Regions from separate parts of the Gossypium arboreum genome. Here region 1 is linked to region 2. The links are chromatin contacts, called in public Hi-C maps. All regions are on one chromosome and are shown on one strand. The core of a region is the stretch at or near the end of the contact, and the rest is flanking DNA. Distances in the headings are between cores, read along the strand shown. Region 1 holds the start of LOC108452836 (probable glutathione S-transferase). Region 2 holds the start of LOC108452432 (probable glutathione S-transferase parA).

Region 1 (3,302 bases), core at 635-3,134, 150 kb before region 2:
TACATGATGATTTCCAAGTTTGGGGTGGAGAACCATCAGGGAATTTTTCTGTTAGAAGCGCCTATAAACTATTACAAAGACTACTCTGATTCCTAATAATAATATTATACAGGCTGAAAATGAAGCTTTCTACAGAAAATTATGAAATTTACACATCCTTTTGAAAATTAAAGTTACAATCTGGAAAATTTCCTGGAATTATAATCTTACGTTTGCTAATCTTAAACTGAAGAGAGTTATGAATGAAGTTGGTGTACCAGATGTCGGCAGCTTGAGGAGGATAGTAATCATTTTTTCCAAATGTGTCCTACAATGGAAGAAGTTTGGAGATATTTAAATTTCTCCTGGGTGCTTAATAATAATATTCAGAGTGTTTGGGAATGGTTTACCTGGGTTTTCAATCGGGGAACAAATGAACAGTGTAGATTATTTTGCCGTAGGCTTTGGCCTATCTGGTCAAACAGGAACCAGTTGTTATATGAAAGTAAAAACAGAACAAGTGAGAGATCTCAAGACAATAATCAGTTATATATCAAAGTTGCAAGGATTAGAAGAGAAACTACTTATCTCTGATACAGAAATGGTTTTTAGTCATGAAGATCGAAGGACGAGCGTAGTCATTTCTTTCAATGTGGCTTTTGACCAACAATTTTCCTGATCTGCCTCGGGGCTGATAGTTCGAGACATGCGAGGGGATATTTTGGCATCGAAATCGGTCATCTACTCTAATGTTGCTTCATCGTTTGCAGTGGAAGCGCATGCGGGAGTACAAGCAATAAGGTTAGGGATATTAATGGGTCTTAGTGTATGCGAAATAACTGGAGATTCAAGAACTGTTATAAAAAAATTCAGAGTACAGACAAAGATAAATCGATTATTGGAGCAATAATAAGAGATATTCAAGATATGAAGCATTTCTTTCAAAAACTAAACTTTCACCACATCCCAAAGACAGGAAACATCTTTGCTCATGTGATTGCAAAGGAAGCGCTGAAAGTAAATGAAGGTCATTACCTGGAGGGAGGTGTTCTAGAGCATGTTCGACGAGCGATGGAAAGGATACAGCCAGGGGCTCCAGACTGATGAAAAAAAATGGTCATTTGGAAACGTGTAGCAAAAGCCTAGAAGATTTTATGAGATTTGAAGGGTTCTACGTTCAAGAACTATGACGTTTCAATGAAAAGACAAGCCATTAATGGGATCCAGCTGTTTTCTTATCGATTAGAAATATCTAAGGTAGGTTTCCTTTTTCAATTTTATTTTTGGGTCATCTTTGTTGGAGGCTAGTTAGGAGTATGGTTTTCTATGCCTGTTTTACTTCTATTACTTTCTATGTTTTTTGAGGCCTGTTCCTTGAACCCAAGTCCAAGTGAGAGGCAGGCTTTTTTTAGTTCAAATTTTTATAAATCCAGTCTATTTATAAAAAAATTAAATAATATAAATAGTATGTTACAATGATATAAAAATAAAATAAAATTTTAAAGAAATAATCTCTCAAATTTTATCTCACTTTATTTTGAATTTTCTTATATTTAACATTATTCTCATTTATAATTTTATCCTTTCACTAAATTATTGCAAAATTATATTTATAATAGATGTCCCTCTCAAGTAATTTAATATTATTTTTCATATAATAACAGGGACCGCATGGATTTTATTGTGTAAATTATTGTGTATTTAAAAATGCTTCAGACTTTTTGAGATATATATCTTTTATTTTTAAGAATAATTTATTTGTAGTGAGGAAAGTCACAGGAGACGACCCCACTAACATTAAACTTTTCATCTATAAATACTATGGCAAAACCCTTCAGTTTCTGACATTAGAACCTAAGAAAAAAGAGTTCAAATCATTTTGAATTTGTTTTGAGATTGAAAAAATGGGTGATGAAGATGTAGTATTGTTGGATTTCTGGCCAAGTCCTTTTGGGATGAGAGTGAGGATTGCTCTGGCGGAGAAAGAGATAAAATACGAGTACAAGGAAGAAGATTTGAGGAACAAGAGTGATTTGCTTCTGAAGATGAACCCTGTTCATAAGAAAATCCCTGTTCTAATCTATAATGGAAAACCTGTTTGTGAGTCCCTCATTCAGGTTCAATACATTGATGAGATTTGGCCGCATAAATCTCCCCTACTCCCTACTGATCCTTACCAAAGAGCCATCGCTAGGTTTTGGGGTGATTTTGTTGACAACAAGGTTCTCTCTTATCCATTTCATTTTTATGAGTTTTTGGTTTGCCTTACTGCCTTTGAACTTTTGAGCTTAAGCACTGCTTGCATAGGTTGATTTGGTTCGGTTAGAATTTTCTTGTGTTTTACTTGCTTTCCTTTTTGGGTAATTTTGATAATAAGAAGATATGTTGTTCTGATATTTTATATTCGAACCCCAAGTAGGCTTGGAGACCAAGCTTTTGAACTCTAGTAGGTGTCTCTTAAGAGACTAAACTAAATGGTTTACCTAGGCTACTAATCTAGGTTTAGCTTCAATATCTTTTGCGAATTAGTTTTTTTTTTTAAATTCTTATTTTTCATAATTTAGTATTATATGATTGAAATCATTTAAATTTATCTTGTATGGATAAATTAATGGTCAATGAAATGCAGATATATGATCTAGGAAGGAAATTATGGACCACAAAGGGAGAAGAACAAGAAGCAGCAAAGAAAGAGTTCATTGAGTGCCTGAAATTGTTGGAAGGAGAGCTTGGAAATAAGGCTTATTTTGGTGGGGAGAATCTTGGTTACGTTGATGTTGTGTTGGTTCCATTTTACAGTTGGTTTTATGCCTATGAAAAGTGTGGGAATTTTAGCATTGAAACAGAGTGCCCCAAGTTGATTGCATGGGCTAAAAGGTGCATGGAGAAAGACACTGTTTCCAAGTCCCTGCCTGATCAAGACAAAATCTATGACTTTGTTTTGCATTTGAAGAAAGTGTTCGGAATTGAGTAAAATATTGTGCTTACAATACATTTCAAGACTCGCCTAATATCTATGTTTCTTAAATAAATGGGCACTTCGTTGTGCCTTGAATGTTGATTTGAATTTTGTTTTGTTTTAAGGAGTGGAATTAATTATAATTTTTATGTTTTTTTTTTGTGTTGTTTTTTTCCTCTAATGTCATTGTCAAACTTGGTTGTCCAATTTTGGATTACCAAAAAGTTGTGGCTAATACTGCACTCAATGGAGATTTTTTTTTCCTTTTTTTTAAGAAAGTGTAGCCCCCAAAATTCATAGGATTAGAAATTTAATTTTAATGACTTAGACTTGAAGATTACTTAACTAGAGTAATTTGTAAAAG
Region 2 (3,346 bases), core at 230-2,729:
TAGGGGTGTTACATGTTATGTATATTACATGTGATTTAGTAAGCTTAGTTTAAAAAAATATATAGAGTCTTAACAAGTACTAATTGATAAGAAGTTGATATGCATGAGCCATGGTTGTGAATGTGTAAGTTCTCATCTATGTCATGTAAGTTGTCATTGATATGAATAAGTGTGTATGTGTTATTATGGGTGACAAAAGGCTTGGAAAATATCCTCAAAGTTGTCCACAGGGCAGACACACGAGCATGTGTCTAGGCTACGTGTGATACATGGTCTGCCCCATGGGCATCTGTTTCGGCCGTGTGTCCCCTGCACCCTAATTCTTGCAAAGAAGAATGCCCAGTAGTAAACACACGAGCAGAGACACAACCGTGTGTCTCAGCCGTGTGAAGGACACGACCTAAGGACATGGGTGTGTGCCTAGGCCATGTGAAGTCTGCACCTGATTTTTGGAATTTAATTCGCCACACGGCCTAAGCACACGGGCATGTGACTTGGTCATGTGACCCTAGTTTGTTGATGACATCATAAACAGAGAGTTACACGGGCTGAGGATACGGACGTGTGTGACCACACGCCCTACCCATATGGGCGTGTGACCCCTGTTTTGATGAAAAATTTTCTAAGTGTTATGAAAGTTCTGAGAGTTCTCTTTTAGTCCCAATTCGTTCTCAATGTATGTTTTGGGCCCCATGAGCCCGTATGAGGGGCAATATGCTTGTGTATAAATGGTTTGAATTAAATGAAATTTTATGGCCTGATTTTGTAAGAATGTTTATGTTTTGGTCCGGTAATGCCTCAAACCCTACTCTGATGTCGGATACGGGTAAGAGGTGTTACATAAATGAAATCAGAATCAGATGGGAAATTGATCAATAGCCATAGACCATCTAGTTCCTTTCAAACTTCAAAGGGCAATGCTAGAAACATTAAACATTAAACATTAAACTTCTTTCCAAAAGAACCCAGAAATGTTGAATGAACCCAAAAAAGAAAAAGGCAAAGTGACTAGAGGAAGAAGGAAGAAAAAAGGAATACCGGAAAAAGGAGCAAATAAGAAAAAATGAAAAGAAAATGGAAATAATTTTTAAAAATATTTTTATTGATTTTTAATATATTTTCTAGATTATGAAATCATCATGACACGTGTCACAACTTTATTCTGACACTTGACCCAAACTTAACGATGTTAAGAAAAAGTATCAAACTGACTGACAAACAAAAAGTTCAGGTACCAATTTCGGATAAAAAAACTATAGATATCAATTTAGGAGAACTAGACAAGTTCAAGTACCAATTTTATATTTAACTCTTATTTTTAATATAATAATTGGGGCAATTGAAATTATTTTTTAAATTATATATTTTTAATTACTTTTTGCGTATTTAAAAATGATTTAGACTTTTTGACATATTTTTTTGGTTAATTTTCAGAATAATTTATTTGTATGTCAAGAAAGTCATAAGAAGATGACCCCACTAACTCTAAACTCTTTGTCTACAAATACAATTGCAAAACCGTTTTAGTTTCAGACATTAGAACTTAAAAAAAATAGAGTTCAAATCATTTTGAATTTGTTTTGAGTTTGAAAAAATGGGAGATGAAGAGGTAGTATTGTTGGATTTCTTCCCAAGTCCCTTTGGGATGAGAGTGAGGATTGCCTTAGCGGAAAAAGGGATAAAATACGAGAACAAGGAAGAAGATTTGCGGAACAAAAGTGATTTGCTTCTGAAGACGAACCGTATTCATAAGAAAATCCCTGTTCTTATCCACAATGGTAAACATGTTTGTGAGTCCCTCAATTAGGTTTAGTATATTGATGAGATTTGGCCGCATAAATCTCCCTTACTCCCTACTGATCCTTACCAAAGAGTCATCGATAGGTTCTGAGGTGATTTTGTTGACAAGAAGGTTCTCTCTTCTCTTTCTTTTCATTTTTATGGGTTTCTTTGGCCTTACTACCTTTGAATTTTTGAGCTTAAGCATTGCTTGTACAGGTGGATTTTCTTTCCTTTTTAGGTAATTTGGATAATAAGATTAATAAACCACAAACTATTTATGTTTTATATTCTAATCCAAGTAGCCTAGGAGACCAAGATTTTTAACTCTAAGAGATTAAGCTTAAAAGTTATGTAGGTTGCTAATCTAGGTCTAGCTTCAATCTCTTTTTACGAATTGATTTAAAAGAAATACAAGTTTCTTAGTTTTCATAATTTAGTATTATTTGATTGAAATCATTATATTTTGTGTTGTATGGATAAATTAATGGTGGATGAAATGCAAATATATGGTTTAGAGAGTATGAAAGTCTGGGCGACAAAGGGAGAAGAACAAGAATCGGCAAAGAAAGAGTTCATTGGGTGCCTGAAATTGTTGGAAGGAGGGCTTGGAAACAAGGCTTATTTTGGTGGGGAGAATCTTGGTTACATTGATGTTGTGTTGGTTCCATTTTACAGCTGGTTTTATGCCTATGAAAAGTGTAGGAATTTTAGCATTGATACAGAGTGCCCCAAGTTAATTGCATGGGCTAAAAGGTGCATGGAGAAAAGCAGTGTTTCCAAGTCTCTGCCTGATCAAGACAAAATCTATGGCCTTGTTTTGCATTTGAAGAAAGTGTTCAGAATTGAGTAAAATATTGTGCTTACAACTGAAACACAAAATTAAATATACTTTTTCAACACCTTTTGAGCTCTAATTCATGCAATTTCACAGTATTTTTTTGTCGAAATTCTTACTTTAATGATAAAATAATGAATTTACACAAATTTGATTTATTTTCAACAATTTTGCACAAATGGTGAAAATCGGCTCGGCATACACCATGAGAAGCTTGAACCATTGGGAAAATTTTTACATCAAGTGAATTAAGAGTATGGCTAATTTGGCATATAGTTATTGAACAAATTTTATACTTAATTTTTATCCAATATAAATTGGGTTAAAAATCAATTATAAGCTTAAAAAAGAAAATAGGCCCAGTTGTGTTAAATAAAGAGGATTAATCCACCAAGTAATTTGGCAGCCCAAAACCATCCTTATAGCTGACCCAATTAGCTTTTTTAGCTGATTTTATTTATTACAAAATAGCCCTTTAAGTTTTCCTTAATTCCATTCAAATCCCTCCTCTTTTCATTCCTTTTTATTTTTAGTCCCAAGCTAAACTTGCACCAAGCATGGTCAGTCAAGGAAGAGGGGGTGATTGATATTTCTTTACTATTTTTAGTAGTCATCTCCACCTATAACTACCCCTCTTCCCTTCCTCATTTCACATCTCACACATTTCTTTAGTTCACTCATTATTCTCTCTTCCATTTCCTTCCTTGTTTTCCCATTTGCTTTGTTTCC

Evidence for each region. Hi-C and Micro-C count contacts between places; a contact is called where the count stands out from the background.
Region 1: a Hi-C map of leaf shows a contact between it and region 2, with 2.1 times the contacts expected there. The contact joins the promoter of LOC108452836 here to the promoter of LOC108452432 in region 2. A contact is called at or near these places in 3 of 5 Hi-C or Micro-C datasets (all in leaf).

What each region holds. Positions count from the first base shown.
Region 1 is chr5:78,983,125-78,986,426 of ASM2569848v2, reverse strand. It overlaps LOC108452836 (probable glutathione S-transferase), which reads left to right and starts at 1,884. Exons shown (of 2, transcript XM_017750618.2): 1 at 1,884-2,201; 2 at 2,609-3,216. The coding sequence starts at 1,884. The coding sequence ends at 2,953. It overlaps LOC108453280 (ubiquitin carboxyl-terminal hydrolase 25-like), which reads left to right. Exons shown (of 6, transcript XM_053028013.1): 6 at 1,823-1,991. The coding sequence ends at 1,862. It overlaps LOC108452838 (a long non-coding RNA gene), which reads right to left and starts at 1,202. Exons shown (of 4, transcript XR_001866458.2): 1 at 1,015-1,202; 2 at 390-833; 3 at 1-307.
Region 2 is chr5:78,834,588-78,837,933 of ASM2569848v2, reverse strand. It overlaps LOC108452432 (probable glutathione S-transferase parA), which reads left to right and starts at 1,479. Exons shown (of 1, transcript XM_053028764.1): 1 at 1,479-2,766. The coding sequence starts at 2,255. The coding sequence ends at 2,632.